2 separate regions of the Mus musculus genome follow, and region 2 is linked to region 1. A link is a contact called in public Hi-C data. All regions are on one chromosome and are shown on one strand. The core of a region is the stretch at or near the end of the contact, and the rest is flanking DNA. Distances in the headings are between cores, read along the strand shown. Region 1 has its middle 42 kb from the start of Gm26101. Region 2 overlaps Zic4 (zinc finger protein of the cerebellum 4).

Region 1 (4,851 bases), core at 1,734-4,233:
GCATATGTATCAAAAGATGGCCAAGTCGGCCATCACTGGAAAAAGAGGCCCATTGGACACGCAAACTTTATATGCCCCAGTACAGGGGAACGCCAGGGCCAAAAAAAAAAAAAAAAAAATGGAATGAGTGGGTAGGGAAGTTGGGGGGGGGAGGGTATGGGGGACTTTTGGGATAGCATTGGAAATGTAATTGAGGAAAATACATAATAAAAAAATATTTAAAAAAAAAGATACTGGAAATAGAGCCTTCAGTGTAAGGGAATGCCAAGGCTAGGGTGGGTTGGTGAGCAGAGGGAGGGGGAGGGAATAGAGGGTCTTCAGGGTGGGGGAGAAAACTAGGAAAGGGGACAACATTTGAAATGTAAATATAGTAAATATCTAATAAACTTCTTGTAAAATAAAAATAAATAAATAACCAAGGCTAATATGTACTGTTCCCAAAAGAGCAAAATGTGACTAAATTAAATGGTTACTCTTCTAACTTATGAGGAACTAGCTGGTATTTCAAGAATATGGGGGAGGGAGGGAGGGAGGGATGGGAACTGGAGATTAGTAAACTGAAAAGCAACAGTCCAGAGCATCTTAAGTGGACATAAATATTGGCTCTCTTAAAGGACAAAAACACTTAGAATGTGGTTACTTGCAACTATATAACTGAGACAACTTGAAAATTCCATCAGTGAATAAAATAAATAAATGTAATAGAGGACATGGGAAAAATAAGATACTAAACATAAATATGGTAGATGGAGGTTAGCTCTCAGCTGCATCATTTGCTAGTCATGTGACAAGAGTAAATTTATTTTAACTCCATAGATCCCAAATTCCCCATCTGCATTCTGTCTTAGCAAAACAACACCATGTCATGAGTCTTTGTAGGAATGAATTACAGCTCCACAAACATTAGCATTATTCTTTGAGGGAAAAGAGAAAAACAAGGGTTGGTGAACATTGTGTGGGGAAATGGAGACTAAATTTGGACAGATTGCCAATATTCATTAGGAAAGTAAATTACAATGTGAAAGAAACAAGAACTGGGTTTAGAGAAATGTATTTCAGGGAGCACCTAGCAGACAGCTTCAATGAACACAGTGTGCCTGACCAGTATACGTGGGGACTGTGTCTGCTCAGTGTGTGCTGTTTTGGTAGGGCGAGAAAGCAAAGAGCAACTATTCTGTTAGGTTTGGGTACTTTCTTCCTAAGATTCAAATGGCACCAGTGATAGATGAAGTAACTGATTGACATATTCACATGGAAATGGAATATGTGCTTATACCTCATAGAGATAGACCATCACCTTAATTACTAAGCATCGTAGAGCAAAAGACACAATAGCCAACTGGTAAACCAAAACCAGAGAGAATGAGGGAAGGGAAGAAGTATGAATCTCTAATTTATGTGAGAAAAATAAAATGTTCGCACTTATCTTTGGATAGTAGTTTGTATATTCTGTGTAGATTGAATATTTAAATGAAAAGACTTTCATTATTATTTATGGATACAGTGCCATACTCTGAATGAAAGTGTAAAACTGCCTATATTGTTTCCACCTCATATTGTAACATTCCACTTACTCACTCATGTTAATAGAATAAAATAGGAACCTCTCTCCACTGTTGTCCTGCTTTGCATCCTCTGCATCTTTGTAGAGAATCTCAGGAGCCATCCAGAGTTCTTCAGGCACAGAAGGTGGGGTTCTCTGTTCCTTCCCTCTGCTCTGCTCCCAGCATGCCTTTCACTCTCTCGTTCTTTGATTGTGATGGTGTTGTTTTTCTCTATTCTGTTCTTTTCTGGGTATGGAAGCATAAACGCTGAATTAATCCAACTTAGGTAGCCCTTAGGATAATTTTTTAAGCAGCAGGAAATGGGCTATCTAGCTGCGCAGATAATGATATCAGCTGCTTCCTTCCAAAACAACAGGTGCTTTGGCAGAAAATGTATGTCATCACACTGGGACGATGACATCAGTTCATACTTCAGCTTAATTATAAACCACCTCCATTAATCCTCCAGTAATTAAACATTTTGTGTGTATTGCAAGGTGAAATGTAAAGTTAAAGGTGCCCTGTAATTCATCACAGGATTTAAGAAAGCATTTTCTTCACAGGGTATTTCCTATACACAACAAAACAGATATTTCCAAAATCTTTGTGCCATACTAGAAAACTAAATTTCTTTCTTCTTTTAGAAAATTATAAACACAAAGGTAATTAATAAAATGCACCATTTTTATATGTATTATTCATTTAAGAATACAAGGAACAAAGTAGTTAATGCAGGCTTTATATGATTCAGAATTAATTAAAAAACCTCTTTAATTATTTAAAATATTAAATATTCGAGGAAACTAAAGAATTACTATTTTAGTTTTGTATTTTCAACAAAAACATGAAATATGCTTATTTGTATTTTAATAAAAATATCTAAACTAGTTATACTGATGAGTGTCATAAATATTAGAAATTAAGGTGCTTTGTTAAGCATGAAACATTTTTTCATAAATATTTGGATCATTGCTTAAATTTTCAATATTTAAAATTTTCATGGGAACATTTTTGTGCTATGATTAACATAATGAGATGCAAAAAGATATTTTATACATAAAACTTTTCTTGCTTCAAAATATAAATACAATAAATAAAAAGCATACTGGATCTTCCTTTTAGCTTTAAGAGATAAGGCTGTCAATTTATTTGAATTTGTTGTTTTCTTCAGGGGTCACAAAGCTTCTAAGCAAACTGTTTATGAGGAATATGAGTATCTAAGGACCTAACCACTCAAGAATCAATCTATTCTTCATTTGCAACCAGGTAAGGCCCATATTGGCATCTTTGAAATTTCTGTACACAGCGCTTAACAATTTAGCTAACATGATTTTTGCGGAATGACAGAACAGCGTTTAATACAATTGTTCCCATTAAGAAATAGCTGTTCCCGAAGATCTTAGTTATTCACTGTATATCCATTTAAAAGTCCACCTTCATAGATAGAAATGGAGTAATCTCTGGGGTGTTGCCAAATACATCATTCACTCTTTATCACAAAGCTGTCATAACAAGCTGCAGAAAATTGTTCTTAAACAGATTAGTTTTTAAAAAAACGTAACCAGTTAACAAGACTTTCTCTCTTTGTAGATGCAAAATGATAAATCCATCTAAGAAGAGTTTTATTTTTTACAAGTGAACTTAGGCTGGATTTTTTTTTTTTTTTGTGGATTTAGTTGGAGCATTTGGGGGAGCATATGGAGCTCTCTGCGGCGCCACGGGACCACGCGGTTATGAAATCTGATCAGTGCTTCCCCAGTGACAGCTGTGCCTTTACACCATCAGAAAATTTTCAGACTTCTAATTTGTCATAACTACCTCCTGTGGAAAGGAAATATGTTATGTAGCCAAACAAAATTTTTTTTAGTGCTCAGCCCTATAAACAATTCCTAAGCTTCATTTTTTGTGGTTCACTGATGCAACTCTCACACCAAAAACATACAGAGCCATCAAAAGCTAGGGCGAGCTACTGTTGCCCCACCCACTCAAAAAGCATTCTAATGGCAATGCGTCTAGAGAAAGATTCTGTCACAGAGTTTAGCAGTTTAAAGACATTGAACTCTTGGTTGATTTCAAAAACCCACGGAAACCGTTGAGAGGTTTTAGTCTGGATTCTCTGAACACTTGTCTCTCTCTTCATCAAACACTCTTTGGAGTGGCTGAATATTATGTTGTCCTCTTAGGCCCTGCTTCTTTTTACATGGAGAGTCTGAAGTGCAGATACTTCTACCTATTAGCTTGTCATGCCTTGATCCAGCCACTTAAGGAAGAAGTATTTACTCTTCTCCCATGTGAACACTTATGCAGGGTTCCATGTTGTCAGTCTTCTTATAGCCCCACTGTGGAGAGAGACCATAGGATGCAATTCAGATGTTATCAACCCAACTGTCATTGAAGATGCAACTTCAAGTTTGATATCAGCATCTATTTCTGGACATAAGTTTGTTTGGGAGTTTTTTGAAGTGTCACCTCATTAGACAAATGAAATATTCACGTATACTTCCTCTTGCTAAATAGGTGAGTCTCACCACCTTTACATATAATCAAGATAAACGTCATGGTTGTCTTTCCTTTTACTTCAGGTTAGCTGTGCAGGCATTAGGACTACATATACTCTTCCTTCATTGTTCAGTGTTTCATGCCCATTACGAAGTGTAAAACAAAATCTTCTACAATATCAAGAATGACTCACATATGCAAACATCTATTCTGCATTCCTCTTATATCTGGTAGGACATAATAAGCAAATGAAATAGTAATTTATCATAACTAAATTAATTTAAATCTAAATGAATTAAATGGACTAACTAGCTCACATATCAACTGATTAAAATATCTTCACGGTAGAGACAGTGTTTATTATTGCCATTTTTAAGATAAGGAAAACAATACACCATTGAGGTAAAAAGAAATTATAGTAGATTTAGAGGTTGAAACCATTTTGTCCTATGTAGTACCAATGCTAATCAGCATGAGGAAGTATGAAAGACTCAATTTGGAATCTGAACTTGACACTGATAAAAGATAAATGGACACGAGTTCTATTAGTTCTTCCAATTGACTTAGCTCATGACACTAACAGTACTGCTTGCTGAGTCTTGGTTGTTATATCTTTAACATAACAGGGTGAGACTGGTAATATCTTTTTTATAATAAAATTGTATGCTGTAGATTACAATATAGAGTCATTTGTGCAGACATAAATCATTTTACATATGCTGTTTATCTCTAACTTCTCATTTCCTCATGGTTAATACTTTGTACACAGTTTTTAACCCATCATATACTGATAAAAGAGGGACAGTAA
Region 2 (4,851 bases), core at 813-3,312, 420 kb before region 1:
GTCCCTGTTGGTAAACTGGTGTTTCTAGCTTAGAGCTTTGATTTTATTTAGGATCTGGAGATTGAACCCTAGGCTATATCGCCAGTCCCAGTAGTTTGGTTTTAAGACATATTTTAAGCAGCATGGCTTCCCCCAAAGTCTTAAAGGAAATGGGAACAATTGCCTCACACTTACAGATTACTATTGGAAACTCTTCTTCCTTTTAGCCCCACCATCACCTGGACTGAGGGGTCATCTGACCCTTAATACCTTCTTTAGGATTTATGAGCCTTGGGGGCCTACTTTTGACTTGTTTTTGTGTTGCTAGCTCCACAGAAGGGACTTTTTTTGGTAACCCTCATTCTTATTTTAGTAGAGACCCAACGGGACCCACTGTCTTAAATGTCATTTACCGAGTTGTTAAGTGAAATAGGGACATGTGTCAACCACATCTGTTAGCTCTAGTTAACAGAAAGAAAAGGAGCTCGGTGAAGGAGCCTGGGAGTTGAACTCTTCTGGCCAGAAGCATCTAATTAATACAATTGCAAGAAGAAAGTTTTCACACTTTCAGAACAGCCTGTGAAGTTACATTAATTAGTTTAGCAGCCACCGTTTGACTCTCCTTACTCCCCCCCACACACACACCCCTCCTCGCTTGAAGTTTAAGAAGTCAGCGTCTTCTCCCCTCCCCCATCTTGGAGGCGGGAAATGGGAAGAATGATGCAGAGATCAGAAGAATTCCATCTTGGTACTCTAGTTTTGCAGGCGGTAGCTTCCCTTTCTACAATTCTTGTTAGAACAGCAACCCTTTTCAGAGTCCAAGTCCCCGATAGTTGCAGTACCCGGTAAGAAGCTTGCTAAATCTTCCCACAAACTGCCTTCTCCATGAGGTTTTAGTGGTAGAACACTGGCATAGGCTGAGGCAAGACCAAAGTCCAGTTTGGGCTCTTGTTCTTTATTCCCCTAGCATGTCAGCAAACATCTTGTACGGCTTTCTAAAGCACGTTATGAGCTCTTCCCCCCACTCTCTCTCATCCCTTTGGTCCCCTCTCTTCCCGAGTTATATCCCCAGGGACAGAGGAATAAGTAAGACCAGGATTCCAGACCTCAGACTAGCTGCTCCAGAGGCTGGCTGCCAGCACCGGGAAAGTGGATGCGCAATCCGGGGCTGGAGAAAGAACTCATCTTTAATGACAGGGATTTTGAAGCAAACAAACTTATACTGCTCTTTGCCGGCCCACTGTTTGAAGTCTGTGAAGCAGAAAATGGTTAAATTCTTAGCGTAATCGACCTACATCAGAGAAGCAAAAGTGTGCCTGGCTGGCTCTCAGGTTTGCTTGGACTCAAGGCAGAATTCTGCGCGTTCTTTTCGGCCTCTGTCCTAATTCATTACAGCTTGGGTTTAAAAAAAAATGAAAGAGAGAAAGAAAGAAAGAAAGAAAGAAAGAAAGAAAGAAAGAAAGAAAGAAAGAAAGAAAGAAAGAAAGAAAGAAAGAAAGAAAAGAGAAAGAAACCAAACCATAGAGCCTTCCCTGTTCCGGTGTCTCCCTCAAACCTCCTAAGTAATGGGAAGAAAAGGAGGAGGCAAAACAGCAACAAAATGTTTCTCAAATGGCAATAGAACTCTCTACAAATTATTCATGAAGACAGTTTTCGATTCAACAGGAAAATAATTGCCTTTTCAAATATTAATGGCGTTTCATTTCCTTGAGTCGCGGAAGCGGCGATCAGGAGCAGATTTCTTAGCTGAGATTCTCCCGAATGTGACTTCCAGGCCTGGCTCTGGAGGCAGCGGGTGAAGAAGGTTTCACTCTGTGGCTGTGACAGAGACCGGGGAACAATGGTAGGGCGGCGAGGGGAGACGCGGGCCAGGAGCGCGCGCCCGGTCAACCTCCCAAACTGGCGCGCCTCCCGGAACCCCCGGGGCCCGGGCTCTCCCCACTTTTCCCCCGCAGTCAGTCAGCCCTCGCGGAGGGCGAGGGGGGTGCAGGCCCGGCTCCCGGGCCGCTCTGGGGCGGAGTCAGGGCGAAAACAGATCCAGCCACAAGTGCCAGAAAATGGCGCTGGCCTAGAGGCCCCCGCAGGCCGGCGAACTTGGCGCCCGCGCTGACCGAGGCTCTGCTCGCTCTGAAGCCCGGGCCGAGGACCAGGACCGGGGCCAAGGCCCCAAGCCGGGGTCGGGAGGCTCGCGGCCTAGGCCTCCAGCCTGGCCTCCCTCGGGTCGTTCCGCGGGACCCAGGCCCGGCCCCGCGCCGCAGGGTCCACCCTCCCACCTAGAGCGTCTCTCGGGGGAGATGGGGGAGGGGAAGGGGAAGGGGTGGCGGGGTGGCGGGGCGGCGGGGGTGGGAGGGTCGTGGCGCTCGGAGCCCAGGGCGCCTCCTGCAGCAGGGCTACGCTAAGGCCCGCCTGCACCCGGCCTCCCAGGGGCCTGCTCACTCCCCGGTACTGATGCGTCTAGGCTCGGTACCTGTTCTTTTTTCTTCCCCGTTTCTCGTCTGGAGCGAAATACTCGTCTAGTTTACGCGACGAGACATTGGAATGGGATATGTGGCAGCAGAATCCCCCCCCCCCCAACTCCGTGAGGGAATTCTATCTTCAAAGTCTAACCTCAAACTCTATCCCTCAACCCACAAAAACCTTCATTTGTAGGTTGCAATTGATTTTTTTTTACAAGTTATTTTATGAAGAAAAAAAATAAAATAAAAAGAGGGAGGAGAGAGAAAAGTTTGGGTTTTCCAAACGCTGGTGGAGTCAAAGGAGAGAGATCTGGGGACAAATAGGGACACTGATTTGTTCATTATACATCTCCAATGTTTCGTAAGACTGTGCCTTGTCCTGTGAAAATGGCAGCGGGCAACATCTTCCAGAGGACCCTAGTGTACCAGCTCTACTACCGCGAGGGTGAGCACCATCAGTGGGCAGTGTGAGGGAGACGGGTTCGCCTGATTTTTTGCCTAAGCCAAAGGCAGGTTACATGCAAACCTCTATTTAAATCTGAGCGCCAGTGCCACGGCGGAATGGAGACTGTTGATTATATCAGGGAGTCTTCCCTGCAAACCGGGAAAGAAGCGATCACAAAGCCAACAGAGGCTCATCTTGTGTTCAGTCTTATGCTAGAGAAGTTTTAGCACCCCTGATCACCCCCAGGACCTTCAGTTGCTAAGATCACAGACACCTCTCCCTTTCCTTTTCGAAACAACCTCAGCTGAGCCAGAGATTTAGGGTTCTGGCTTCTGGGAGGGTCTGTGGTGGGAGTGGGGGTCATTTTCTCTTCCATAGAGCAGCAAATTCAAGCAGCAAGAAACTCCTGGACCGAGCCTTCCTCCAACCAATATTCCCAGCTTTGTGTGCGTTCTGGCCTTCCTGAATTTTGCCTAGACCTGCGGTATACCCGGTGGGCCTGGCCTGCTCCTAGCAGCCACTCACCCGAAGCTTGCCACAGTCAGGGCCGTGATTTCAACAGATTTAAGATCCCTCCTGGCCTGAACCGATTTTCATTTTCATCTATCAGCCTCTGGGCTCCTCTGGCCTGCGAGGTGGAACAGGCGGGCGGGTAATTGTCTGGGGAGGATCATAGACCTGGAATTGTCAGTTTGGACTGAGAGGGTCCCCTCTACACTCGATAAGGTCTCCGCGACACTGCTGGATCCGTATATTAAATAAATATTAATATTAAATAAATATTAAAATCGGCGAACACTATCTCGAGGAATTTCGGATAGACTAGGCAAGATTTGAAGAATGTTGGAGCATATTTGCCTTCAATGGGTAAAGTGGAAAGGAGAGGGGACTCTATTTTCTGGAAAATAACCTTTGGGGTGAATCGTTGCTCAGAACGTTTCTCACACTGCGCACACGCATGTGCATCCGCCGCTGTTCATCCTTTCAAATCCTTCCGTTGTTTGGCACTTGAACAAAACCTACTTTAGAAAACACTTTGGACCAGGCTGGAGTATGCGTCCGGCGGATTGCTGGGCATGGCTCACTAGGGCAGAGACAGATGGCTTGGGCAGTAACTTCAAATCCAGAAAATCTGAGCTTCTCAATAGCCTCGATTCCATGGGTAAAGGTGCTTCTGTCTCCACATAGATAAAAGTTGGAGGAAAACAACCTGCCTGGATAAGGATTCTCAAGAATGGAAATGACTATGATGGAGTCATTGTCGCTCCTCCTCCGACGCCCCCACCCCCGTCCCTAGGCCCAGGACGGGGAGGAGTTGGGGTTGCACTCTGTAGGACTGGGCTTCATTTCCTCGCGGGGTGGGGGAAGGGTGTCAGACCTAATGCACAGGGGAAAGTAATTTCTGAAAATCTTCTGTGGGTCTTTTGCTGAAAACAAAAGAGCAATGGGGGTGGGGTGGGGGCGGTTTACAATACTGAGATTGGGACACAGCCCACATCCTACTAACATCTCTGCGTTACCTCCCCCCAGGCGAGAAACCTTTCAGATGTGAGTTCGAGGGCTGTGAGAGGCGTTTCGCCAACAGCAGCGACCGCAAGAAACATTCGCACGTGCACACGAGCGACAAGCCTTATATGTGCAAGGTGCGCGGGTGTGACAAGTGTTACACGCACCCCAGCTCTCTGCGAAAGCACATGAAAGTTCATGGTCGCTCACCGCCACCCAGCTCTGGCTACGACTCGGCTATAACGTCTGCTCTCGCGTCGCCCTCGTTAGAAAGCGGCCGTGAGCCCTCAGTGGCTTGCTCTGCGGCGGTGGTTGTGCGTGGCACAGACGTGAGCGAATGGTACGTGTGTTCGGGCGCCTGGACCAGTGGTGGCTGACTCTGCAGCGCCCCCACCCCAGCCTATCGTCGCCACCTCTGGGCCCAGCTGCAGCCACCGCCGCCTCCAGTATCAGGGCTGCTGCTTT

The links. A called contact is a pair of places that touch in the nucleus more often than the background predicts.
Region 2: a contact with region 1 is called in a Hi-C map of cerebellar granule neurons, with 4 times the contacts expected there. The contact joins two enhancer-like sites. A contact is called at or near these places in 3 of 484 Hi-C or Micro-C datasets (brain, cerebellar granule neurons and cerebellum).

What each region holds. Positions count from the first base shown.
Region 1 is chr9:91,795,363-91,800,213 of GRCm38.p6, forward strand. No RefSeq gene overlaps it. Among named protein-coding and RNA genes, the nearest start is that of Gm26101, 42 kb to the right of the region's middle. Within about 2 kb of position 2,984, at least 7 of the 459 cell types and tissues checked have an H3K27ac peak or open chromatin away from gene starts, as enhancers often do. A contact at or near this core is called in cerebellar granule neurons and cerebellum, where this site is marked.
Region 2 is chr9:91,379,604-91,384,454 of GRCm38.p6, forward strand. Zic4 (zinc finger protein of the cerebellum 4) reads left to right here. Exons shown (of 3, transcript NM_001374749.1): 2 at 4,411-4,726. Among named protein-coding and RNA genes, the nearest start is that of Zic4, 4.1 kb to the left of the region's middle. Within about 2 kb of position 2,063, at least 77 of the 459 cell types and tissues checked have an H3K27ac peak or open chromatin away from gene starts, as enhancers often do. A contact at or near this core is called in cerebellar granule neurons and cerebellum, where this site is marked.